Linked DNA regions of Mus musculus: all the other regions are linked to region 6. A link is a contact called in public HiCAR-type and promoter capture Hi-C data. All regions are on one chromosome and are shown on one strand. Each heading gives the region's core, a stretch centred on a gene start, on an enhancer-like site or on the middle of the called end of the contact. The rest is flanking DNA. Distances are from core to core; before and after follow the strand shown. Region 1 holds the start of Gtpbp4 (GTP binding protein 4). Region 2 holds the start of Net1 (neuroepithelial cell transforming gene 1). Region 3 holds the start of Dip2c (disco interacting protein 2 homolog C). Region 4 holds the start of Akr1c13 (aldo-keto reductase family 1, member C13). Region 5 overlaps Wdr37 (WD repeat domain 37). Region 6 holds the start of Pfkp (phosphofructokinase, platelet).

Region 1 (4,160 bases), core at 149-2,648, 2.3 Mb before region 6:
CGAGCCTCACTCAGTTCTTGCTTACTCCAGCCCAAAGATTTATTTATTATTATACATAAGTACACTGTAGCTGACTTCAAACGCACCAGAAGAGGGTGTCAGATCTCATTATGGGTGGTTGTGAGCCTCTATGTGGTTGCTGAGATTTGAACTCAGGAACTTCAGAAGAGCAGTTAGTGCTCTTACCCGCTGAGCCATCTCACCAGCCCGAGACTGTCCTTTCCAACAGCACAGAGAGATGCATTTAGTCAGAAAAGCAGAAAGTAAATGCTCTTGGGAAATACCCAATTTAACATATCTGGAGTCTGATTGAAAATGTCTGATTGTAATTAAAAAAGACACCAGGCTGAAAGCAACTTGTATTATCAAAGTAGTCCACACTGGGGCTGTGAAGGAGAAAGGAGAAAGGAGACTTTGAGGAGAGGAAGAACCTTGAGGATTATCTAGTTAGGGAGAGACTCAGGAAGGTAAATTAGCAAAGAAGACTGCATTCTAGACATCAAGTACCAGAATGATGGATGTCACAGAAAAATAGGGAGAAAGGTTTGAAGAAGATGGCAACACCTGAGAAAGGGTCTTTTAGTTAAAAGATAATCATGAGGCAAGAGTAGATGGATTAAGGTAAAGAAATGGGTGGCTTAATTAAACTGACAGGGAAAACGCAAGTGGGAAGGTTGGCTTCAATCCATGTAGGTCTGTACGGATCAGACTTTGTGTCTATGTCTGGTGCCTGGGTTCTGGGCAGCTGTGTGGGGGGCAGAGTTTTTTCACTGGCCCATGTCAGGTGAAGGTCAGGTGAAGGTGGAGCACCCACAAACCACCTCGAGACTGCAAGGTCAGGAGAGGAAACTCGGGCCACCTGGAAGTATGCAGTCTACTCCATTAACAGAAGCCCCGTCAACATAATTTACTCGAATAAATAACTTTCCACACTGCCAGGCGACAGACAGCCTTTCTTGCTCAAGGGACACCAAAGTGATGCAGAAGCCCCGCGCTGCGTCTTCCCGCTCGTCACTCGCTCTGGCCGCGGCGTCCCCAGAGGTGGCTGGAAACACCCTTTGGAGCCCCGAAGCCGGCTTGGGTGAGGGCAGTGTTTCCTGAGAGCCCCGCCAAGGTGGCCAGCCGGGAGTCTCCCTTTCACCCCGCAAGGTTATCTCTCCCACCTCTAAACCCAGCAGATCTCTACCGCGGCTCTTGGCGGCGGACTTCCCGGCCGAGCGGGGACGCTGTGGGACTAGAAGCCTGTCTAGGCGGACGCGTGGGCCACGCCTCGCGGACATTCAGGAAATGATGTAACGCTTGAGTCCGGCAGCCAAAGTTGTGTCACGCCGGATAGCGGAAGTCCCGCCCACCTCCGCCGGCGGAAGTCCGGTCCTCCGCTTCTCCTGGTTCCTCGTGCGTTCCACCGCCGGCATGGCGCATTACAACTTCAAGAAGATTACGGTGGTGCCGTCTGCCAAGGTAGGGGTGACAGAGGTCGTTTCCGCCTATCTCCATTTCCCCGACAAGTCGCCAGGGAGGGTCCAGGCCTGTATCCCCGAGACTGGGGGAGGGAGGACACCGTGCAGTCCCTCGGCCCTCAGTGCGGAGCTCCGCTTGCTAGGCTTTGTCCTCGCGACCCTCGGAGATCAGTCCCACTCTCTGAAACCAAGCCCCTCTCCTGCTGTCCTTGGGTACCCTAAGCCCTAGAATCCCTCCAAGACATCAGGGCCGTTCCAGAGCCTATGATTCTTGTGTGGCCTGCCGACGGGACAAAGTGTCTGGGTGGTGGCCACAGTAAGGAGCAGGGTAGGAAGCCTGAAGGGGCCAGTGGTGAGCGTCGTGTGAGTACCCTCCCCTTTAAGTAGAATTTGATTCGTGACGTCACGGTCTAAAAAGATTTTAGGTAGCTGTCATTTTGTCGTTGGACTTAAAAGATGCAATTGGTTATAAGCACGCAAGTAGCCAGGCCCACATTATGTAACGTAGCAAGATGCTTTCCTCCCAAATGTCGAGAATGAGGTAGGCTAAAGAACCTAAAAGGATACACCGGTTTCTCTGGCAAGCCATGGGCATTAAATTGCAGAATCAGTTAGAGGAACCAGTGTCACTATCGTTAAATTGACCGCAGTGTGGGTGTTTTCGACATCCCCCTTTCTGAATGAGCTTGCTTTGAAAACTTGTGTAAAGAACTAGTATTTTCTGGTGGGCGTGGTAGTGCACGCCTTTAGTCTCAGCACTAGGGAGGCAAAGGTAGGCGGATCTCTGAAAGACCCTGTCTTGAAAAGACAAAAACCATGTTTCCACTAGTTGTTTTCCTTACACGTCTCTGTATTTCTCCTTTCTTCCTCTTTCTGATATCCATTCTGATACGTTTTTCACACGTTTGTAATAATTGGAAAGAAACTACATGTAGGAATCACATTTTGTTTTAGCCCACGAGACTGTCGCCACTACTTCTCAAGTGCATGTTGAAGGAACTCGTACACTTTTTATTTCACTGGAAATAGAGTTCATTGGGTCAAAGGAACTTTGTTGATATAATTGACCTAGGAAAGGCAGCCTTTGTCTCTGTTGCCCTGAAGGAGGTCTGTTTGCAGATGAGTTTGCATGTGTGTAGATAGGTGGTGGGAAATAAAAAGTCAATCTGAAGAGTATGGGGTGCTTTTGTAAAGTGTGTGCCAAGTTCTGTGTATAGAAACACATAGAATAGTCTGCGTCTTTAAGAATCATATTCTGGGGGCTGGCGAGATGGCTCAGTGGTTTAGGAGCGCCGACTGCTCTTCCGAAGGTCTCGAGTTCAAATCCCAGCAACCACGTTACGTCTGTAATGAAATCTGATGCCCTTTTCTGGAGTATCTGAGGACAGCTACAATGTACTTATATATAATAAATAAATAAGTAAATAAATCTTAAAAAAAAAGGATTTTCTGAAGGAATAACTGAATGTGTTTATACCCACCGCAGTATGATGGAGAAGTGTGAGCTCCAATTGGCCCTCTGTATGAGTTCAAATCCAGAGTCAACCAACACAGATTAAAAACACTATTTGAAAATTGCATCTATATTTAATGTACATAGACTTTATTTTCTCTTTTTTGTTTGTTTGCTTTCTTTTTGTCTGCCTTGGCTGGCCTGGAACTTATACATTTCTGCCTCTAGGATTAGGATTAAAGGCGTGAGCCACCATGCACATAGACTTTTTAAAGGAGCATTCCCTACATATAGTTACAGCTATTTACCGTATATGACAAATATATGTGGATTCTTCTACACACAAGTACTGTGCCATTTTATAAAGTGAACTCAAATATCTCTCTGTTTTGGTGGGCGAGGGCTTGGGTGGGAGGAACCCTGACTATAAACTCCTGTAAATATCAGAGATTTGGGATAACATAAGAATGTAGTGAGAACTGGGCAGTCGGTGTTAGTGCATGCCTTTAATCCCACTACTGAGGAGGCAAAGGCAGGAGATCTCTGTGAGTTTGAGGCTAGCCTGGTGTACAGAGCAAATTCCAGGACAATCAAAGCTACACACAGAGAAACCCTGATTAGAAAAATAAAAACAAAGAATATACTAATAAATGGGTGAGTTTGGAGAAACTTTTCAGTAGGCAACTTTTAAAAGATATGAGGACCATGGAAAGGAACAGAGTAGAAGAGCAGCAGGCCTGAGTATCCATGCTCTCCGTAATCTGGCAGACTGTATTGTGATTACCTGCTTGCCTTTGGTTTTGTTTCGTTGGATCTTAGTGTCTTCTTCACTGTTTTGTCTTCAGCATTGTGTTCATTCTATCCTTTATTATAGAAAATGATCAATATTGTTCAATTAATGGAAGTGATCAAGGGAAAGTAGAACAGCTTTCTATGGTTGGGTAAAAGTGAATAAGTACAAATATCTCAAATAGTCTACTCAGCATACCCAGGAAATTTTAGATGATGAGTTTTAGATTTTTCATTTTATACCCCTTTAAAATCAAAGCTACAAAATCCTTGAAATTGAAGAGCTGGCTCTTTTTCTTCTGATTTATTCTTGAGTTTATTTGAAAGTTAAAATAGCATTAAAAAACATGGGGTAAAATATATTTCAGCAACCATTAGCAAGTCCTCTCTTCTACCCCAGGCATATTTTTATTGGAAGAGTGACAAGGAAGGGGCCTCCTCCATCAGTTGGAAGTATT
Region 2 (4,368 bases), core at 904-3,403, 2.7 Mb after region 6:
TAACTTGCTTCTGTGTGTAAAAGTGTGTGGTTCCACTAAAATATCTTCATTCTACCAAACTCGGCATAGAGATCAATTGTTTTGGATGACATTTCTGTATTTACATTGTATTTGCTAAACGCAATATTTTCTCCAGTATCTCACTCTGTTTAAGAATTCTTAAATCAAGAAAATAAAAATAAAAAGCATTTTTAAGTGCCAAAAGTCTTACCACCTAGAAAAATTTAATTAATCTCAACTTTCTATTCTGTATAATTACAAAGAGTGATTTATAATTAATTATAGTTCTTTTGTGGGTAGGATTACTATTCTATGATGAAACACCATTATCAAAAGCAACTTGGAGGGGGGAGGGCTTATTTTACTCACACTCCCCTCACAAATCACTTCATGATTTGTCATAGGGTTTCTATTACTGTGATAAAACACTGTGACAGAGGGGGAAAAAAACTTGAGGAGGGTTTATTCAGCTTACACTTCTATATCACAGTTCATCATCAAGGGAAGTCAGGACAGGAACCCAAGCAGTGCAGGAACCTGGAGGCAAGAGCTGACGCAGAGGCCGTGGAAGAGTGCTTACTAGCTTGTTCGTCATGTCTTCCTCTCCCTACTTTCTTACAGAACCCAGGACTACCAGCCCAAGAATGGTATAGCCATGATGGGCTGGCCTATTTCCCATCAACTACTAATTAAGAAAATGTTCTATAGACTTACCTACCGCCTAATATTAGAGAGGGTTTGTCATGGTTTGAATATGCTTGGCCCAGGGAGTGGCACTGTTTGGAGGCATGGCCTTGTTGGAGTAAGTGTGTCACTGTGGGTGTGAGCTTGAATACCCTTGTTCTATCTGCCTGGAAGCCAGTATTCTGCTAGCAGCCTTCAGATGAAGATATAGAACTCTCAGCTCTTCCTGTACCATGCCTGCCTGGATGCTGCCATGTTCCTGCCTTGATGATAATGGACTGAATCTGTATTCCAGCCCCAATTAAATATTGTCCTTATAAGGGCTGTCTCTTTCATGGTGTCTGTTCACAGCAGTAAAACCCTAAAACAGAATTTTTCTAAATTGACATAAAACTAGCCATCATTGTTCTATATTTCATATTTTATGCTTTCAGTTAAAATCACAATGTTTTGTTTTACTATATACCTCTTATTTTTAATTTTCTTTTATTTTCAAGATTATAATATAATCACACCATTTTCTCCCTTCTCTTTTCTCCTTCCCAACTCTCTCCTATACCCCTTCTTGCTATCTTTCACATTCATGGACTCTTTTTATTAATTATTGTTACATAGTCAATATGTAACAATATGTTATACATATATGTTCCTAAATACACAAATACAGCCAGCTCAGTCTGTATGATGTTATTTGTATGTTTTCAGGGCTAGCTGTTAGTATTGGCTAACCAATGGTATTCCCTGAAGAAGACCATTTCTTTATCGGCTGAATGCAGTCTTCACAGTTAATCAGTTATATTTAGACATCTCCCAGTCATTCATTTAGATTGCCTTTAATTTTTCTATTATACACAACATCATTAATATCTCCCTGTATACAAGAGAGACTACATTTAAGACCATTAGCGATATTTAAAATCAGAGAACGTTTTTATTTACCAATCTTCACATAATAACCTGAGCAGGGTCCCTTGTTTCATGCTGCACGTTTTGCAGTCTTGCAAGCAGAGAAAGCAGCCCTTTCCATTCGGTAAAGCGACTGTGTCCTACTTACTGAAAGACAGGAGTACATAACTAGATTTCACTGGTTCTCTAGAGACATCCTGGAGAACAAAGTATTGTCTTTGGCAATTGGGAATATATTCCACATGTATAACTTAGTGTTTATACGTCCAACTGCCTCTTGCTTTGGGGTCAATACCTTCATCCTGTCTAACGCTAAACAACAACAAATGATAAACAGCTTCCGATCCATTTTCCTGCCCTGCAAGTGAAAGTTCTAGTGAATAGAGACTGCCTTTCAGGAGTAAGGTGTGTAGTTAAAATAAATCCCCAAATTCCTAACTTTCACCTTACCACTTTCCCTTTGTCACTGGAGCTCCTAAAAGTTTGGTATGAAGTCTTCTGATTAGGGCGGGACTCCACGTAGCCTAGCAACCGCTTCCCACTCTCTGATTGGCCGATCTCTGGGCAGCCGCCATTTTCAAATCCCCGGATGACGGCGGTAGCCGCTCTCTGCTAGAAGGCGACTTGCTGCCTCGCAGAAGCTGGCGGGCATTGTGCCCGCCACGATCGGTCTCCTGGGCACTGGGCCACCGCCCCACCAACCCCCCTTCTCCGGACATGGAGCCAGAGCCGGCGGCTCAGAAGCAGCCCCGACCTCGGAGGAGAAGCCGCAGGGTCTCAATGCTCAGCGAGGAACCTGCCGCGGGGCTTCCGGCCGACACACCCGGGCCGGCGGCGAACGAGAGGTGAGGGTGGCGGGAGGTGGGTGAGAGCCGGGGACCGAGTCTGGAGACTCAGGACGGGATGGACTGGACGGTGGGTGACCAAGGACTGGCAGTGCAGTAGGGGAGGTTGGGGAAGGCCGGGCAGAAATGCCGCGGGAGGAGAGTGCGCTGCCCGGCGGGCTGCACCGAGGGCTGCACAGCGACTGCTCGGCCCTGCGTAGAAGGGGTGGACTCGTTGGACTTGTTGACAATCTCCTTTAACCCCGTCCCTGGGGAACCGTACATCTGCACCAGAGCTGTTCTCTACCAGAAACTAGTTGTGGATGCAGGCGCTCAGATCAAGACTGTCGTGGACCCTGTGATGAGAAGAGGAATTGTCACCTGAACAGATACCAACCCTTTCAGCCTAAAAGCGGCTGTTCAAATGAAATGTCCTTTGCAGACCAGAACAGGACAGGCTCCTGGAATGAAGAGATCAGAGAAAGACTCTTTCTGGCTTTTCAGTTATTAGCACATTTTCACATTCTGTGTTGTATCTTCATTTCTATGTGTCTGGGAAAGGCAAACACTAGGTTGATTTCAGAAATCTGTGTCTGGAAGAGAGGCTGTGGGAGTCATAATATTTTTATTAAATAGGAAATTGAAATGGCATTTGTCTGGACTACTCTGTCATTCTTTTGCCCTTCGAAATATGAGAAATGGTCTCAAAGTACTGAATGCAATGGTTTCCCATTATAACGTTAGACATTGAGTTACAAAGTATGTAACTTTGTTCAAATCTACGTCTACATAGTGAGTTTATGATAGTGTCTGCCTCATATAAGGCACTGTGTGAACATCAGTACTTATCATGGGCCTCGGCAGAAAACTCGGCAGAAATCTTGTCTGTCAGTTTTAAATCTGTTAAAGTAACAGTGCTGTGTCTGCTCCATCTTTTCAGACATCCCCATGGTCCACTTGACATGATTTCAGGGTTTTTTTGGTTTTGTTTCTGAGACAAGTTCTCACTGTGTAACTTGGTTACCCCAGAACTCACTACCTGTGTAGAGACGCTGGCCACAAACTCATATTGTACTTCTGTACCAGAGCTGTTCTCCATGGAAACTGGTGGACTGTAGGTGGTCTTACATCCATAGGACTATTGGTGAGAAGAGGAATTGTCACCAAGCAGGCTCCAAACCGTTCTGCCTAAAAACTGGTCTTTCTTCCTTAGCCTCCCCCTGTTCTCGGATTGCAGTGTGAACCTCGACGCCCAGGTCATTTGATAGGATGTTAAATTAATCTTTTATATAGCTTATAATCTAATCATGACAAATGGTTTTGAGGAAAAAGCAAACACCTTACTTTCATTATCAAGGCATGGGCAAACCCATTGTATTAAGTAACTCTATAAAGAGCTAGATTCTTTCAGTTAGTACTGATTTTTATGAGTTTGAAGTTTAAGGCAATATTTACCAGAATTCTTGCCTTCTGAAACTTCCTCTCTTCCAATCAGACCGTGTGTTTAAGAAGTCAGAGTGCAGAAAGAAGGCATCTTTGAGACTGAGAATTACAAGAATTAGGATGGGCTAGTGAAGGAGCAGAAAAGGAGGACTTCCTGAAGATGAACAGAAGCAGTGCTTCATTCCACGTGTGCTCAGTGTAATACAGTTGCACCTGCCCTAGCATCAGACACTGTTGAGGATGATGGGGATTCAGGTGAACAAAAGCAGATGGAGCGCTTGCTCTCAGGAACCTTAGATTCTCTTGGGAGGCGTTGGTCACATCATGCAGTGAATTTAAGCCTTTTTGATTCTGTGCAGAAGAGGAAAGATTCTAGGGCCCAGAGTTGGTAGATGACTCCAAGGAAACAGTATCCTCCAGACATAAGAGCACTGATGCACATCTAAACTTACAGAGATTGAAGGAATGCACAAGACCTGCAACAGGTTCAAACCAGACAAGATCCTAGCAC
Region 3 (4,202 bases), core at 1,155-3,654, 2.6 Mb before region 6:
AAAACAAAACAGACAGCTACTCTCAACAAGAGGAGAGCAGGATATGTGGCTCCAGGCATTATGTGAGGCTTTGAGAGTAAATGTGAATTGACTTCCTAGTAGGCAGGGAGATTCAGACCCTGCGGAAAGGGCTCAATGCAGGTTCAGATGGCTTCTCACTTTTCAAGTATGGGTGGGCAGAGACACATCACATTAACATAGTGCAGATAGCAGAGGTGCTTGCTTTGAGTGAGAACATGAATGGGAAGGGGTGCTTTCAATACAGGATGCAGACGATAAAACAGCGCTGGTAAGCTGAAGAAGACAGTCTATCTCAAGTCTAACAAAACACAAATGTTTCTTTATAGTTACTTACTAGAAATACACTGTCCACACTGCATACCTCATCTTCCAGTTTAAATCTAAAGAATTCAGCCCTGCCCTTTCTGCCTGTGGAAGGGTGATGCTCTCTCTTATCTCTAGATGGTCAGAACTGAGGCAGGAAGCACAGTCTGGGACACATTATCTTTTCCTCCATTGGAGCTTCCCAGGGACTGCTTCCAAAACACCTTGGAGAACCCCAAATTCGGGATAAAGAAAATGTCTAATCTATGAGAATCTGATAACAGAAGCAACACTTACAGCCACCTGGTTTACTCTCCACCCTGCAAGTGTTAAAAGGGAAAACGTAAAGTCAACGTCAGCTCCTCCCCATGATGAAAACTGGCACGAATGAATTTACGTTCTGGCTGCTGGCCCTCACAAATCGTTACCAAAAAAAAAAAAAGTTTACCATGCTAAACTGCTCCAAATATTAACTCAAGAGAGACGACAGGCCATTTCCACACCACTAAGCTGTAGTCTTCTCAATGAGTGGGATGACCGCTAAATATTTATTACTAGACACATTTTGGAACTTTAGTGGAGGAAAAAGGAAAAAAGAACCTACAAAACCCAAGCTGAAACTTATGACAGTTGAGCACATGATGTCCACCATGAAGAGCAAAGACGAAAGCGTATATAACACTCCGTGAAATCACAGCAGAGCAGCCGCAAAGTCTCAATGTCTCTATCCGGCACGATGGGAAGGAGGCATCCAACCTGGCCTGAGGGGGGAGGTTTTAGGGCTCTAACTCAACCAGCTCGTCACAAACACGCCGGAACAATAGTACTACTATCTTCCTCCCGCTGACAGGACCGTGTGCCTGCAGCCTCAGGGGGATCCAATCCCGAAGTCCACTGACAAGTTTCGCATTAAAATCAGGCCATTCAGAGGCCGTCCCCAAGCAGGGAGCGTGGAAGCATGTGCTGTGCTGGTGCTGGTGGTGCTGCTGGTGCATGTGGTGGTGGTGATGATGGTGGTGGTGGTGGTGGTGGTGGTGGTGGTGGTACTGCAGCTGCATCAAGGACGCAGCGCCTCTCCATTAGGGAAGAGCGCACATCCCCACCAAGGCCATTTCCCCCGCAGCCCTAAAGGTTGCTCCATCTTGCTTCGTAGCCGGGAGCCCCGGGCCCAGCCGCAGCGCGCAGGGGGCATCGCGGCTGCACCGTGCCAGTTGAGCCTGGAGGGCGGGGGCCGCGGCACGCACACGCGCGCGCGTGCACACACACACATACACACGCACACACACTACACACACACACACACACACACACACACACAAGCACGCGCGCACACAAGCACATGCACACACATGCACCCTCCCCGGGGCCACCACACGGGGCCCGGGCCAGGGTCAGGGCCGGGGCCCCGCCACCCCGAGGCCCGGCGCGCGCCCTCCCCGGAGTGACAGCACGGCCCGGCCCGCGGGGCCCCGAGCGCGCTCCAGAGAAGCGGTGTCCCGGCCCGGCCCGGGCGCGGGGCTAAGGGGGGTTGCTGTTACCTTCCGACAGCTCCAGCTCCAGCTCGGCCAGCCGGGCCCTCACCTCCAACGGGAGAGCCATGCCTTCCAGGCTGCGGTCCGCCATGCTCGCCGCAGACGCCTCCGCCCTGCCGGCCTCCTCTTTGTTCGCCGACGGAGGGCTCCTCAGCGGCCGCCACTCGAACCCGGAGGAGCCGCACTGAGGAGGCGGCGGCGGGCGGGCGGGAGCGGGAGGCCGGGCGGCGGCGGGCAGGCGCGCGGGGATTTTCTCCTTAGCCTCCTCAGCCTCGTCAGTCTCCTCAGCGCCTCCTCAGTCTCCTCAGCGCCTCGTCAGCCTCCTCAGCGTCTCCTCAGCGCCTCCTCAGTGCCTCGTCAGTCTCCTCAGCCTCCTCAGCGCGGCCCCGACCCTGGCGGTGGCCTCGCGCCCGGCTCTCTGCGCGCCTCCCCCAGCCGCGGGCTCCGGCCCCGCTCGGCCGGCACCGGATCACGGGCCCGCCCGCGGTCACGGCCACAGGGCTCTCGAGCTGCTCCGCGGCCGCCCTGCCCCGGCGGGAGCGAGCGCCGCTGCGCGCGCACCGGGCAACAAGAAGGCGCGCGCGGAGGGTGGGAGCGCGCGGACGTGCCACGGCGGCGCGCGCTCAGGGGGGCGGGGCCTCCAGCGAGTACTTCGAGAGCGCGCTCGTGGGACAGTGGTGCATTTGGCCTTAGGAGGGGGTCTTCCCAACCCTGAGGCTTAGTTAGGCTCCTCAAGACTCAAGGAGAAAAATAAAGAAGGCATTCGGAAGCACACCCTAGCCTGCTTGTTAAAACTTCAAATGTTCTGGATCATCGAGGGCTGATTTTTTTAAAATACTTTTAAGAGGAAAAAATAATTAAAAAAAAAAAACAAAACAGCATGAGACATAGATTGAGTCCTAGGTTTGAAGTTTAAAAGCATGGATCTAGAACAGACTACTATATGACCTTGAAACACACAATGTTTTGTCTAGACTTCATTTTTCCCATCCGTGGAAATAAATCAAGGTAGGTTGGGTCTGTCACACACTGTCCAGCCTAAGGAGTCTTCAGCAAGTGTCTTCTCCCTCACATCCTACAATATCATCCCCTGCTTTTCTTCTACCTCTTGTGAATTTTTTTCCCTTTGGTCATCGCCTGTGATGGTATCAATGTCTATTCTGAATGGCTGATACGGAGTCTGACTATTTGGGGGCATTCTCGCATGGCCAGCTGTCTCCAGAGTAATCTCACCTAGCTGCCCCTGAAGCCCCAAACACCACAAAACCAAAGTAAAAACAGCATCTCCTAACATTAAACATCCACCTGCTTCTTAAAGCATTTTATTAACTCTTTGAGAATCTCCTACAATGTATCCCTTAGCTCCTCCCAGAGTCATCCCCACCTCTCTACTATCCCAATTTTATGTCTATTATTATTATTATTATTATTATTCAATAACCTATGGACTCCAATTTGTTCTGCTCAAATATTTCAGGATGGCTGATCTCACAGGAGGCACATCCTTATGGAAAAAAATAATAAAAAACTGACTCTCCCTCCCCGAGAAGCCATCAACTGGCCATAGGGATAGGAGCTCATTAGCCCTTTGCTATGGCATGCTAGAATGTTAACTGCCTTCATCCTGTGCTGGCAACCATAGCTTCTGTGAGTTTGTGAGTCCAGAGGTATTGTCGTGTCCAGAAGACAGTTTTGTTCCCAGTTTTCCTCAACCTCTGACTATTACAATCTTTCTACTCCGTCTTCTGTGATGGTCTCTGAGCTTCGGGTGTGGGGTTATGATACAGACGCCCTATTTGTGACTGAGCACTCTACTGACATCTATTCTCTCCACTTTGATCAGTTGTGAGTTTCTGTGTCAACCACTACACAAAGAAATTCCTCTGATGAGGTCGGAAGTCTGCACTAGTCTGTGGGTAGAGAAATACAAATTTAGAGGGCAGTTTGATGCCTCGTCCCTTTAGCGGAGTAGTAATAGTAGGTTAGGTTCACTCCTACCTATGATCTCCCCAGCCAGATTTGCAGTACCAGGCATATGTTTCCTCCTGTGAGGCAGGTCTGAAATCCAATCAGACAGCAGTTGTGAAAGCATATGACCTTGATCTTCACACATAGTATTAATATCATTCAGGTTATTATTGCAGGGTTCATAGATGGTTAAAACTGTTAAACACACACATCCACAGCCTGCATAGCACCTTCCAGTACCAAGCAAGACAGCCAACAAAGAAGAAACTTACTGATTAGCATTGATGGATTCTGCCATGTCCTATGAATAATGTGTACGGTGCCTTCGGCCTTAGGGTCTTACCCATCACCCACCTGCTTTTATCAGCTACTAGTGTT
Region 4 (4,435 bases), core at 1-2,500, 2.5 Mb after region 6:
CATTTATCTTTACTAGGTCCTCTTTCTCCCCATCATAATGATTCACTATAAAATTCCAGAAAGTTTTCCACAGTTGAGAGTTATACATGGGAGATCTCACTTAGTTCTGGTAAACATCCACTGTGAGATGCTGATGGCTACCCTGAAACAAAACCAAAGTATTTGCAAATATTTGTTTCATGCCTTAGTCTCCGACATTGGTTCCCAACCTTCCTAATGCTGCAACACTTTAATTCATTGCCTCATGCTGTGGTGATCCCCAGACATAAAATGAGTTTGGGGTTCCAACCCACAGATTTGAGAACATACAGGAAGCCACCCTGAATGTTCATTTCCGGCATTTTGCCTTTTTGCAATGAAAAATTATGTTGTAGGTTATGGACATAAAGAGAACTCCCCTCCCACACTGCAACCAAGAAAGCTGATAGGCAATCTGGTGACTTTCTTCTCCTCTATCAATCTTTGAAGCATGGATACAAGAAAAGCATAGTGCCCAGAATTGTTAGGTCATGGGTCTGTCCCTTTAAGCCTGGAGCTCACAGCCAAGTTCACTCTTAGAGCTGGAAGGTCCCAAATGGGAACAGTAGATTCACAGACATGCCTAGGCCAGAAAAGTAAATCCAAGGGGAAATACAAACAAAAATAAAAATAAAAACAAAAACAAAAACAAAAAGAGTCAAATCCTACCAAGACCAGATTCCCAGTCAGACAGTAAAAATAACAAGGAAGATAAACTTTCTCCCTGTCCCTGAATTCGCTTGCTGAGTTATAGTAAATGTTCTAGTGCTACTGAGACATGTACCCTATAGCTTCATTATATGCTGCACTAACACCTACCACAGGAGAAAATGTCTTTAGAGTTTGCCCCCCTTTGTTCCCCTTCAGCATGCCTCCCTACTGATTCACCAGGAACAGGGGTCTTCCTCAGAGAAAAGCAAGCATGAATATAGCTAGGTCTCCCAACCACAGCCACCAATTTCAAGTGCTGCTGTAACCTCTATTTATCAAGAACAATCAGCAAGCAGGGGATACACAATCAGACCCTGATGCAGGGCAAACCTAACTTTCTGTTCTCTTGTACACGGATTAGCTCTAGCCTGAGATACTGACAATCCTGTATTCTTACCTCCTTGGGTTTATAGGTGCCAAAGCCCAGGGCAGGAATTAAGTGGCCATCATTTAGTTTGACACAGTGCTGTTTGGAGCTCATTGTCTCTCACTCCCCTGGCTAAGCACTTCCTGAGTATTCTGTTGCCCTGAAGCGGAAGTGGGTAAACATCGTCTATCAACTTCCTGTCTAATGGTTAACAAGGGACACTCCCTTTCTGGCAGTTAGCCATGCCTACTCACTGGCTAATGTTTAACTATCTGCTATCCAGCTAATGATTAATCAGTGCTACTGTCTGGCTAATGGTTAACAGTACTGTTGTGTGCCTACTGTTTTAAATACTACTATTGTCTGTCTAATGGACACCAACACAAGGGAGGAGTCAGAAATTTAAAGCAGTATTCCACAAATAAGAACGCAAGCCACTCATTTTCATATAAAGGATAAATTTCAAATAAAGTACTATATAAGATAAAGTACGTGTTTACTGTGGTTTTTCTCTTCTTTATCTCATATATTAAATACTATTAAAGAAGAGATTGGTTGAACAATTATAATACTGAAGATACTTATTTTCATTTGGCCATTATGAAGCCTCTACTTGAACATGCATCACTGAAAATCATGAGTTACTGCATGCCCTGTAAACATAAAGAAAAAAGAAGCCACACTTGAGCACTTAAAGTGATAGGGGCATCAAACCACCCAAAAAACTTTGACTCAAAATTTTCCCTGTCTACAAGAAATGCAAAGATAAGATGGAGCAGAAACTGAGGGAATGGCCAAGGAATATCCAGCTCAACTTGATTCCCATCCCATGGGCAAGTATCAGTCCCTGAAAGATGTTATGTTATGGTTGCAGACAGGAAGGAAGCTAGCATAACTGTCCTCTGAAAGGCTCCATCCAGCATCAGACTAAAACAGGTGCAGAGGCCCACAGCCAAACTTTGGATGGAGCTCAGGGACTCTTATGGAAGAGTTGAGGGAAGGATTGAGAGTCCTGAAGAGGGTAGAAACCCTATAAGAAGACCAAGAGAGTCAGCTAAACTGGATACTTGGGGGCTCTCAGAGACTGAACTATCAACTAAAGAGCATACTCAGACTCAACCTAGCACACACACACACACACACACACACACACACACACACATAGTAGAAGTACAGCTTGTGTCTCATGTGGGTCCCAATAACTGGAACGGGAATGTTCCTTAAAACTGTTGCCTGTGTAGTCTGTTTCCCTATCTGGGCTACCTTGTCTGGCCTCCTGGGAGAGAATACATCTAGCAATGCAGAAACTTGATGTGCCAGAGGTAGGGGGATACCCAGGATACCGCCACCCTCTCAGAAGAGAATGGGAGGGGTAGAGACAGTATAAAAGGGGGAGCAGGTGGGTAGTGATCAGGATATAAAGTGAATAAATAATTAATGGAAAAATAGTTCATGAACTGAATTTAGTCTTCTCAGAATTTTTTTAAAAACAAAGATATCAACAACTAAAACTGAAATTTTTTATTAATCATTCCATTCATTTACATCTCAAATGATATCTCACTTCCCAGCTACCCCTCCACAAAACCCCCCATCCCACATCAACCCTCTCCTCCCCCCCTTTGCCTCCATGAGGGTGCTCTCCCACCCACCCTCTCCCACCCTACAGATTCAGCAACTCCCTGTGCTGGGCCTTCAAACCTCCTTGAGACCAAGGTCCTCCCCTCCCACTGCTGTCAGGCAAGTCCATCCTCTACTACATATGTATCTGGAGTCATAGATCCCTCCCTGTACATTCCTTGGTTGGTGGTCTAGCCTCTGGGAACACTGGATAGTCCAGCCAGCCTATGTTGTTTTTCCTATGGGGTTGCAATCCCCCCTGCTCCTCCAGTCCTTCTGTCAGGTTCCTCACGGGGTCCCTAAATTGTCTGATGGTTGGCTCCGAGCATTACATCTGCACTGGTCAGTTGTAGGCCAGACCTCCCAAGGAGCAGCCATACCAGGTTCCTGTCAGCAAGTGGCCGCAGCAACAGTGTAGGGTTTGGTGTCTTCTTTTTGAAATTACTCACTGTAAATTTTTTCATGTATTTTTCTATTATCATTTTCACAAGTGTAACCCTGAAATATAGTAAAGGAGACAGCATGGAATAGTGCTTAGTGGTTGATAAAGAACTGGCAGTTACTGGATTTTTGTTTTCTGCAATATGTAACATGACTTAAAAACTACTATAACATTCACTTCTTAGATCAGTTTGCAACATTTGTTTCAAATAAGTACTTGTGTATATATGCTGGGTGTACCAGAAGAATGTGTCTAATCACTTGGGGGTATAATGACCAGCATTCATGTGAGTCCTAGGTGTATCCTATGGGTGCTAGGATACAAACACTGCTCCCAAGACTTCATAGCAACCACTCTTAACCACTGTACCATTTCTCCAGTCCCTGATTTTAGAACTATAAATAATATGTTAAAATGCAGATCAATAGCTTATGTCCTTGTTCAACATTCATAAAAGGACTAAATTGAAAATAATCAAGTTACTATGAGATTTAGAGTAGGGGAATAAATTTAGTAAAGTATTGATGAGATAGATATTTTTTTTCCATTAAACCTAAAATACATAGATTTCCACTAAAGCAAAACATATGGGACTAGACTACGTGATAATTTTAAATGTCATGTGGCCATATCATGTGCATTACATACAAGTCAGGTTGAAATTAATAAATTTTCATTGTTTTCAAAAAACAGTTATTGTGATTAATAACTTTTCTGTATGCTTTCTAATATTCTAGAATTGATGTCTATCAACTTGGAATCTGAAGAAGGTTTTTTACTAGGGAGTATAAAAGAGGACAGAGAGATTGCTTGGCTCTTAAGAGCATCAGCTCCTTTTCCATTGGACCAAGACTTGCTTCCAGAAACTTCTTGTTGGATGACAACATTCTGTTATTCAGGGATCTGATGCCCTCTTCTGGCTTCATGAGAACTACATCCATGTGGCTAACAGGCACAAGCAGGCAAAATAACTATGCCATAAAAATACAAAAACTCACCCACAAAACCTTCCACCCACAATTTATCGTGCCTATAAGAAGTTCAGGGACAGAGATGGAGCAGAAACTGAGGAAACAGCCAAGCCGTAACAGACCCAGCTTGAGACCCAATCCAGCAAGAGCCAGTCCTTGAAACTATTCATGATACTCTGTTATACTTGCAGAGAGAAGCCTAGCATAACTGTCCTCTGAGAGACTCCACCCAGCTTGGAGCTCAGGGTGTCTTGTTGGGGGAAGGATTAAGGGACCTAGAAGGTATCAGAGCCCCACAAGAAGACC
Region 5 (4,333 bases), core at 881-3,380, 2.2 Mb before region 6:
TAGCTCTAAAAAGTTGGCTGTAAGAAGGTTGTTTAGTGAGTCTTTGTTTAGAGAGACAGTATTTCTACAGAAGCCTTTCTTGCATATTTCATATTAACATGATATGCAACTCTTTTGAAAATTGTATTTAAGGTATGTTCTTTTGGGAATTCAGCATAAATTCTTTTAGTTAAAGAACCAGTGCCTTTAATGTGAACAGTTAACAATTGTCCAGTTAATCTGAATTTCTGTATATTGGATTTTCTTAAGGCAAGGTATAGTTATATAAGCATCAAGATTGTCAGCTCAATTTTGAGATCCAATTTCTCAAGGAATTGAGAGAGGTTTTTTTTTTCTTTTCATTTTCTCTTTCTGTTATCTCTCTATGGCTTGGCTGCCTTTTTGAAAAACTAGGGGTTTGAGATATAATGCTTCACTGTAAGATAAAAACTGTAGCCAAATGGTCCCTTGAGATTTGCTCTGTCATTATGCTTGCTGGGTACAGACAGAGCTCCTTGATGTCAGCTGTGTTCAAGGCTTTTACTTTTATAACATGTTTTTGATGTGTTGCATTGAATTTCATCCTGTATCTCTTCATTATAATAGGAAATCTACCATTGTAGTATTTATTGAATGTAAAGATGTATTTGCTATTGGATCAGTCTTTAGTAGCTCTGTGTATCCCGGTTTATCTAAAGAGTCATTTTAGTTACTCTGTATAGCATTGTTTTACTAGTCACAGCAATGCAAAGCTGATCCTTGCTTTGGGAAAATAGATGATTGCTTTGGAAAATTTGGACTTTCAGCTAGTGGCTGAAATAATTGTTTTCCCTGAATTTCTATCTGAAAATCAAGAGCTGGCATGAAAATTCAGTGCTTTTCTTCTAAATTTGCCCATTTGTATAATAATTTAGTTTTTACCCAGTAGTATAATTTAGTAGCCCAAGTATGTACTTCCCAAGCCAGTGTTTCCCCTCTTCATCCTGCACCCCCTTCTTAAGCTGGTCTCCCCAGATCAAGAAGATCTTGAACTATATGTAGTGTGGATGATTCATGCATGTGTCAGGATCTCTTACAGTTATGGAGGTTGTTAGGTTAAACCCACTTACTGTTCTTTGAAATAGCTGACTATCTGATTTCTTACAAATAATCCGAGGCCCCAGCTCCAGGCTCAGATTCATCCTCTTGGTACCATTGTCTTGTTTACATGCTTGGCATTTTTCCTTTCCTCTCCGCTATCCCGATTCCTCATGTTCTGAACCTCCCCTCCCCCCTCTCCTCCCTCCCCCTCCCTTTGTTTTGTTTCAATGAGTATGAGAAGGAATTGACAGTTGAGGCAGTCACTGGTCATTAAACTTCCTCCATGGGTGGCCAATGACTAGTTTATACCCGACTGACAGTTTGTTTACAAGTGTGAATAAACTTTGGCATTGAGAACAGTCTGAAATTAGCTCAGCATGGATGAGTATTTGAGAACAGAAGGTTTTTTGTTTCTTTTTGGCGTTTTCTTATACACAACTGTGGTTTTATTTTCAGTGTGAGCTTTGGCGATTTCTTCTAAGGAAACTGAACTGCATCTAACAAAACAAAAATTATCTTAAAATCATAATGATTATTTTGAGGTTATGAAATTTTTGTATGCCTTTATTGGCAAGTATCTGGTAGGTGGGAGGTAGTTACTACTAAATACTTAATTCTAGATAGACTCAGCAATGTAGAAGTAGCTTGTATTATAGCAACAGGTTCCTTTCCTTTCCTTTCCTTTCCTTTCCTTTCCTTTCCTTTCCTTTCCTTTCCTTTCCTTTCCTTTCCTTTTCTTTTCTTTTTTTTCCTCTCACGCTTTTAAGAAGGCATATTTGGAAAATGACATTTTTACCTAGATGGCAGTCCATTTTAATTAGAACTGTATTTTGTTCTTTGTCAGAATCAGCATGTTTGAGTAAAGCAAGGGAGATATGGATACCCTGATGAATGCTGCTAATTTAATGTCATTCCCCCATTAAATGGACTGGTGCATTTTGAGTTTTGAATATCTGCTTTGTCTTCTGTTTTGGCTTTTCTGAAGTCAGTTGTGGTTTTTTATGTTAATGTCTGTGGTGATTTGAGTAGGAATAGCTACCTTAGGCTCATATTTGAATGCTTAGTCATCAGGGAGTGGCACTGCCTGAGAGGGATTAGGAGGTGTGGCCTTGCTGGAGGAAGTGTGTCACTGGGGGTGGGCTTTGAGGTTTCAAAAGCCTAAGCCAGATCCCATGTCATCTCCCTTCTGCTCTCTGTGGATCCGGATGTAGGAATTGTCTGCTACTTCTTCAGCATCATGTCTGCTTGTGTGCTGCCATGCTTCCCACCATGCTGATAACAGACCATGCTGATAACCTTTGAATTGTAAGCCAGTCTCAATTAAATGTTTTCCTTTGGTCATGGTGCCAGTGGATCAGTGTCTAAAACAATGTCTAATGATACTTTTTTTTTTCAGTCCTCATTTTCTCCATTTACTGCTCCTTATATGTATACTAAAAGCAATAAATGTGTGTGTGTGTGTGTGTGTGTGTATCAGGGTGAAGAAATATTGTTGATCAAACTCTGGCCCTCGTATGGTAGGGAAACATTCTGCCACTGAACTGTTTCCCTGGCTGCTCCTAACACTTTTAAGGTAGTGTCCTAGTTAGGGTTTCCATTGCCGTGAAGAAACACCATAACCAAGGTAATTCTTACAAAGGCAACCATTTAATTGAGGCTGGCTTACAGATTCAGTGGCTTAGTCCCACTCTCATCATAGCAGGAAACATGGCGGTGTCCAGGCAAACATGGTTCTGGAGAAGGAGCTGAGAGTTTTGCACCTTGGTCTGAAGGCAATCAGGAGAGACTCCTTCTGCAGGCAACCAGGAAGAGGCTTTCTTCTGTACTGGGTGGAGCTTGAGCATAGGACCTCAAAGCCCACCCTGACAAAACCACACCTCCCAATAGTGCTAGTTCCCAGGCCAAGCATATTCAAACAACCACAAATGACATATCAACATATGTCAATTCTGAGTAACAGCTTAAGGTACATTCCTATAAAGCAAGGACTTGAATGTATGGGTGGTAAGTACTCCCTTTTGTGTTATAAAATGGGCCAAGAGCATATAGTTTTATGCTGCTGCTTAGTCTAGAGAGCACTGAGATACATGAGTACTGGTGCTTAATCTAGAAAGCACTGAGATAGATGAGTACTGTTGCTTAGTCTAGAGAGCACAGAGATGAGTACTGTTGCTTAGTCTAGAGGGCACAAGCAGAGTGCTGTTCTAGACCTGTGGGTTGACATTTCTACAGTAGGTCTACTTCCCTTTGTAAAATGATAAAGATGATATGCTTTTCTTCTGCTTAGTTAATAACTCCAAAGGGCTGTCACTGTGTCTGCAGTGTTGAGGCCCTAAGGTAAAACTTTGTATGTATTCAGAGTAGTAAGTATAAACGGTTTCAAAGGAGTCGTATAATTTGGTTCATAATAAAAATGTCATTTGCCTGATTTTGAAGGGAAGCTGCTTTATCTTGTAGGGTGTTAGAATTGTAGCTTTTCAAGTAACATTTACTGTGGAGAAGGTGTTTTAAAAGTAAGGTATATATTTGTGTTGGTATATATCTTTTCCAAGAAGAAGCTGATGTGAAACATGTCACATGTTACACAGCTGTGAAATCTCACTAGGAAAAACACCGGTCTTTGTTGAATGGTATAGGTACGAATTGACATTTTAAAAGAAAGAGACAAAGTTAATTTTTTCAGTGTGAAGTGAGTAGTTACTGGCAGTGAGGCGGGAAGTGAGGCTGGAGGCCAGCTGCCAGCATGGCTGTCGGGGGCTGGCAGGCGGGCTGCATCCTTGTCCCAGGCTAGTGACTTGACCTGCTCCTTTGGGGCCGGGGTTAGGCATGGGCGTCTGAGAGGTTTGATGAAGAGTGTAGAGAGGACGCTAAAGGTTTGTTTTCAGATTGAGGACTATGGGAAATGCCAGAGAGCTGAGACTTGGTAGACCAGAGGGAGGCATCATGATGGCCTTGTTCCTGTCAGGCAGAGGCAGATGGTAATCAGAATCTGGTGATTGGATGGTCTCTGTGGCTTTTGGTTCTGGAAGTTGGATGTGGAAGTCTCTTCAGGTAAAGGTGAAGGGAAGAAAGAAGTAGGCGTCTGCGGCTGGGGAGCGTGGGGCATGTGCAGGTGTGGCATGTGCAGGTCACGGGGCCTGAGGCCCATTGGCGAGGCCGGCGTGGGGTGCAGAGCTGCTGAACTAGGTGTGGGTCCCAGGGGAACGTACAGTCAGCCAGGCCGGGGCCATTGAGGAAGAATACAGATCTGTAGCTAACTGCGAGTCTACTAGAA
Region 6 (4,409 bases), core at 1,435-3,934:
GTCACTCCCACCTCTGGATGCTGTTTCCCTGCATCTCAGCTCTGTAACATACTCCTGAGAAGCACCCAGACAAATAGAGAAAAACAAAAAACAAAACAAAACAAAACAAAAAAAAAAAAACAAACAAACCTAAGTGGAAAATACAGGATCTGAAAGGGAATGGAATGAGAAGGCATGGGCTGAAGGAGACATTTTCTACACTAGTACATGCTTGTCTTTCTCCCTAAACTTCTCCAAATCTGAAGGAAGAGGACAAGGACATAAGGAGGAGGGAGGGCATGATGCCAGGGAGGGGGCTTGTATGGCTTCAGCTACAGAGGAGTCCCAAGCCCACCAGATAGTTGGAAGAGAAGGAACCAGGCTAGTCTGGGTAGAGGCAAAGTCTGGTTCCTAGGAAGTCTGGTCCAACTGGTGGTAGGGGCAACACTGAGAGGCAAGGGGGATCTCCTTAGCAACGAGGGCCTTTTAAACTACCCATGTTTGGTGTGTCTGAGCGGGGGCACACAGGGTAGCTCAAGTGAGAGGAAGGAAGGATGGTGGTGGAGAGGAGGCAGCACTGGTATTCTACCCAGTCCTGCCCTTCTTGTCTTCATTCATCTTACATTAATTCTTTTAACCCAAAGGGATTCCCAAGAGAGAGGATAGAAGTCAGGCGTGGTGGCGCTCGCCTTTAGTCCCAGCACTCGGGAGGCAGAGGCAGGCGGATTTCTGAGTTCGAGGCCAGCCTGGTCTACAAAGTGAGTTCCAGGACAGCCAGCGCTGAAAAAAAAAAAAAAATAGGATAGAGCATCGTGGAAACAGGAGTGGAACAATAGAAAACAGTATAAAAAGGCCAGAAGAAAACAAACAAACAAACAAACAAAATCAAATAACAAAGCAAAACCCCCAAAATAAAAATAAACAATAAAAGAAAAGGGAAAAAGAAGAAAGAAGGAAAACAATAAGTAATGCTAAATGTTTGGAGTATCTCTAATAATTCATAAAGAACCACACTACCTGTGGAATGCTGTTGTCTGTGGCACAAAACCCAACCCTATAGGACATTTGGCTCAGAGGAAACTCACTGTGCTTCTTCCTATTTCGAGTGTTCTCTGCCTCAGAAAGGCATGATTTAAAATTCCAGATCTTCACCTTGGGCCTTGAGCTACAGAAACCTCTGTGGGCAGTGGTCCATTGAGTCTGACACCCCTCCTTCCAGTGCTTTTGGCTAAGAGCATCTCAAGACAATTTCAAGGCACCCAGTGATACTCTTCTCTTCCCTTTTAGAATGATGCTCAGGGAAAATCCATTATCAAGCTATTAGATCAGATGTTCTCCAGTTTAGTGCTCATCATAAAAATCTAGAGAACCTGTTAAAAATATATATATTTCCTGGCTGTTTTCCCAGAAGTTGGAAGGTGGGGGTTGGGAGGGACCTGAAGGCAGCCAACTTCTGTTGATCATGGGAGTTCAGGAATTGCTCAACTGATTCAAGAAGGCAGAGATCAGATCTCATGCATCCTTGTCTACAGTAGATTGGATCTCCCCCCCCCCCCTAAATGTTTGAAGCTTAAAGGGTAAGTTGGAAGATACAAGTCTGTGCGCCTCCATCTTTTTTCTAGGGTTGTCCTAATAGTAGTAAGACTGTATTGTCTTTGCCTAGGTTGTTACTTTGTTTCCTATATTTCTATGTATTCAACACGTATAATTTGCACAGGAAGGAGGCTCAGTGCTGCCACCCCTTCTGTGAGCTATCCAGTTTGCTTGCTTTTGAGGTCTTATTCTTGGGATGACTGCTGAAGGGGTCTGCGTGCTTTTAGAGATTAAGCTCCAGGACAACTCAGGGATCCCCAGGAGGTGCATCTTCAAAATAAACAAAATCAACCACAGATTGGATACTTTTATTTTATTTTATTTTATTTTATTTTATTTTATTGTTGTTTCTAATAGAACCTTCCGGGTTCTGACTAACAAATCAAGAGCAGGGCTTCCATTAGGTGGAGACTGGAATCTACCAAGCCTTTTTTGTTCCGATTTCTTTTGGATTATCCAGAACTCAGGCCTGCTTCCTGAGGGTGTGTCTACGAATGGCTTTCCCCGACATTCTACTTCCAATCCTTTCTCTACAGTCAGTGACACAACTTGATCTACTCACACATCTTTCCTCAATTTCGAAGGAGAAGTGAAACCTGGAGGATCCTATGGATCCTGGACATTGAACAGAAATGCTGAAGCGCCCTACTGTTCTGACTGTCAGGCCAGGAAAGAGCCCTGCCGGAAGTGAGGCGCGTGCCTCTGCTCTACTGCACAGACCTCTGGGCTCCCTCAACCGCCACCCTAACAGCTAGAGCAGGTGGGGTAATGGGCGCCCCACGAGCCTCTGCGCCCACGTGGTGGGCTGACAGGCTCCGCGCCCACTTGTGGGATCATCCCTGCAGCTGCGCTGCCATTCACTTATGCCACTTATGGGTTTCCTACCCGGCTATAATCCCTCCATCCCCCGCTTGAGAAGGCACCCCAACCCGACTCCACCTCTCAGGGACCACAGCGATGCATCCCTAACAGAACGCGTGTCCATACTATCCTGTCCACCCCTGCAGAGTGCTGGAGTCTTTGACACAACAGGCCCCGCCCTTGCGTGAGTCCCGCCCATCGCCACAGCCCATTGGCGCTCGGGCGGGGCGTGGGCGGCTCCTGCGGGTGCAGGCGGGGCAGCGGTTCCAAGGCTGGCGCGCGTGGGCCAGGGCTTCAGTGCTTGCTGAGTACGGGAGTGTCTGGCGTCTCTACCTCCTCATCATGAGTGACTTGGATTCTTCGAGCTCCAGCGCCTATCCGAAGTACCTGGAGCACCTCTCTGGGGATGGCAAAGCTATCGGTGTCCTGACCAGCGGCGGGGATGCCCAAGGTGCGTGCCTACCAGCTCTCTCGCTGGTCTCCAAGGGCCGGGCAGGGGGCGAGGGCGGCTGGAGAGGGCTGCAGAGGAGGGTAATCGGGTTGGGAACAGAGGGAGAGCTGGGGAGAAACGTTGGGTGACCTGGATCTGGGAGAAAGGATGAGGAAAGGGCTTGGTGAAAATTACCTATGAGAGCCGAGGAGAACCGGTGGCTCAGGAGTAGGGAAAACCCTAATCTAGGAACAACTAGGGTGCCTGAGGAGCGACCATAGAGTTCCATTACGTGGTGAGGGGCAGAAGATAAAGGATATTTGTGTAGGATTCTTCATTCCCAAGATGAACCAGTTTTCCATCCCCAAATTTATTAATTGAGCTAGCCAATGGGGTCGTCTACTGTCTGGGTCATATGAGCCAGGCGTTCTTTCCTGGAATTAGGTACAGGGCGACGATAAGGATGCCACAGCACCGCCCCACCCTAATCCCTGGGACTCGTAGGAAAAACAGCGGGGTACCCACAGCGCCTCCATCCCAGTCCTGCCTCCCAAGCGGTGCTAGCAGCCTTCTCTGCTGCTGCATTGCGGGATGCGCAGCTGGGGGGGGGGGGGCGTGCAGGGGTCTCTCAGGGTGTGGCATTGACTGCCAGGCAATGTCTCTTCCTGCTTGTGACAAAAGTGAAAACTAAAATGGGTCACTAGGCCCTCCGGGGCCAGCCTCCCCAGGACGGGAAAGACCAGGAAGCAGGGACTCCGGGACGTCATCAGCCCTCACTTACCAGCTCCGGGCTTCCCTTTTCTCCCAATGACGGGATTGATTTCAGAGCTGAAGGGACTCGATTTCTGTACGCTTGGATTTGATAAACTGAGAATACTTAAAATGTAAGAGCAATGGGGTGACTGTACCGTGCCCCAGCCTCTAATCCTGGGTACACGTGGGGGCGCTGGGGTTCCCAAACAGTGGGCTTTCCGAGTTCATGCTAATTTCTTGATGAGGACACGCGCTAGAAGCAAGACCTACATTTTCATAGAGTATGTGCCCTCCAAGTCTTGAGGTCTGTGCCGGCTGCAGACAGTTCCTGAGCCAGGTTTTGCTTTTGCTTTTCAGTTCTTTCCTCTACCCTGGATGCATCCAAATGCCATGTTATATTTTCCCTCGTTCTAAGCCAGCTCAATCCGGGAGGTTTAGGGTTGGAGTCCTTGCCTTCCGCCCACCCCACGGATGACCTTCCCTTCGCCCTTGAGCGGGGCGGGGCTGGCGCCAGTGCCGCAGGTTGGGGAGCTGCTTAGGGCACCGCCCCGCCCGGCGTGGGAGCCTACGTGATGCCAGGCCCGTCACCTCCGGTGTGCTCAGATCTAGGTCTCCCACACCGCCTCACTCACGTTAGCGCAGCATCGAGGTGCAGAGCATCAGGCTCACAAACAACCGGAAGCTGGGTCGAAAAAGTGAGGGGGTCCCCAGTGTTCTCCCTCCCATTATCTTAAAGGAACCAATGGCAACGTTAGTCACCATAGGGCACTAGGCCCGCCTTCCTCCCCAGAAA

What was found. Promoter capture Hi-C pulls out the DNA fragments that hold promoters and counts their contacts. HiCAR-type assays count read pairs that join an accessible place to other places.
Region 1: a contact with region 6 is called in a promoter capture Hi-C map of pre-B cells, with 13 times the contacts expected there. The contact joins the promoter of Gtpbp4 here to the promoter of Pfkp in region 6. A contact is called at or near these places in 13 of 39 promoter capture datasets (the 3T3-L1 cell line, 3T3-L1-derived adipocytes, the C10 cell line and 8 more), 3 of 484 Hi-C or Micro-C datasets (CD4 T cells, LSK cells and embryonic stem cells), 5 of 115 datasets of contacts at active chromatin or transcription factors (astrocytes, cardiomyocytes, embryonic stem cells and 2 more) and 2 of 9 other capture datasets (adipose tissue and liver).
Region 2: a HiCAR-type map of astrocytes shows a contact between it and region 6, with 4 times the contacts expected there. The contact joins the promoter of Net1 here to the promoter of Pfkp in region 6. A contact is called at or near these places in 7 of 39 promoter capture datasets (the 3T3-L1 cell line, 3T3-L1-derived adipocytes, hematopoietic stem and progenitor cells and 3 more), 2 of 484 Hi-C or Micro-C datasets (CD4 T cells and CD8 T cells), 2 of 115 datasets of contacts at active chromatin or transcription factors (astrocytes and double positive thymocytes) and 2 of 9 other capture datasets (adipose tissue and liver).
Region 3: a HiCAR-type map of astrocytes shows a contact between it and region 6, with 4 times the contacts expected there. The contact joins the promoter of Dip2c here to the promoter of Pfkp in region 6. A contact is called at or near these places in 3 of 39 promoter capture datasets (hippocampal neurons, maxillary cranial neural crest and pre-B cells) and 1 of 115 datasets of contacts at active chromatin or transcription factors (astrocytes).
Region 4: a promoter capture Hi-C map of the HPC-7 cell line shows a contact between it and region 6. The contact joins the promoter of Akr1c13 here to the promoter of Pfkp in region 6. A contact is called at or near these places in 1 of 39 promoter capture datasets (the HPC-7 cell line and HPC-7-derived erythroid cells) and 1 of 9 other capture datasets (adipose tissue).
Region 5: a contact with region 6 is called in a HiCAR-type map of astrocytes, with 7 times the contacts expected there. The contact joins the enhancer-like site here to the promoter of Pfkp in region 6. A contact is called at or near these places in 14 of 39 promoter capture datasets (the C10 cell line, the HPC-7 cell line, HPC-7-derived erythroid cells and 10 more), 1 of 484 Hi-C or Micro-C datasets (CD4 T cells) and 8 of 115 datasets of contacts at active chromatin or transcription factors (SST interneurons, T-cell acute lymphoblastic leukemia, acute myeloid leukemia and 4 more).

What each region holds. Positions count from the first base shown.
Region 1 is chr13:8,993,250-8,997,409 of GRCm38.p6, reverse strand. It overlaps Gtpbp4 (GTP binding protein 4), which reads left to right and starts at 1,398. Exons shown (of 17, transcript NM_027000.4): 1 at 1,398-1,461. The coding sequence starts at 1,414.
Region 2 is chr13:3,916,005-3,920,372 of GRCm38.p6, reverse strand. It overlaps Net1 (neuroepithelial cell transforming gene 1), which reads left to right and starts at 2,153. Exons shown (of 12, transcript NM_019671.3): 1 at 2,153-2,435. The coding sequence starts at 2,308.
Region 3 is chr13:9,274,727-9,278,928 of GRCm38.p6, reverse strand. Dip2c (disco interacting protein 2 homolog C) reads right to left here and starts at 2,404. Exons shown (of 37, transcript NM_001081426.2): 1 at 1,863-2,404. The coding sequence starts at 1,947.
Region 4 is chr13:4,188,002-4,192,436 of GRCm38.p6, reverse strand. It overlaps Akr1c13 (aldo-keto reductase family 1, member C13), which reads right to left and starts at 1,250. Exons shown (of 9, transcript NM_013778.2): 1 at 1,127-1,250. The coding sequence starts at 1,210.
Region 5 is chr13:8,826,973-8,831,305 of GRCm38.p6, reverse strand. All of the region lies in intron 11 of Wdr37 (WD repeat domain 37), which reads left to right. Among named protein-coding and RNA genes, the nearest start is that of Wdr37, 42 kb to the left of the region's middle. Within about 2 kb of position 2,130, at least 33 of the 459 cell types and tissues checked have an H3K27ac peak or open chromatin away from gene starts, as enhancers often do. A contact at or near this core is called in astrocytes and stem cell-derived neural progenitor cells, where this site is marked.
Region 6 is chr13:6,647,046-6,651,454 of GRCm38.p6, reverse strand. It overlaps Pfkp (phosphofructokinase, platelet), which reads left to right and starts at 2,684. Exons shown (of 22, transcript NM_019703.4): 1 at 2,684-2,884. The coding sequence starts at 2,776.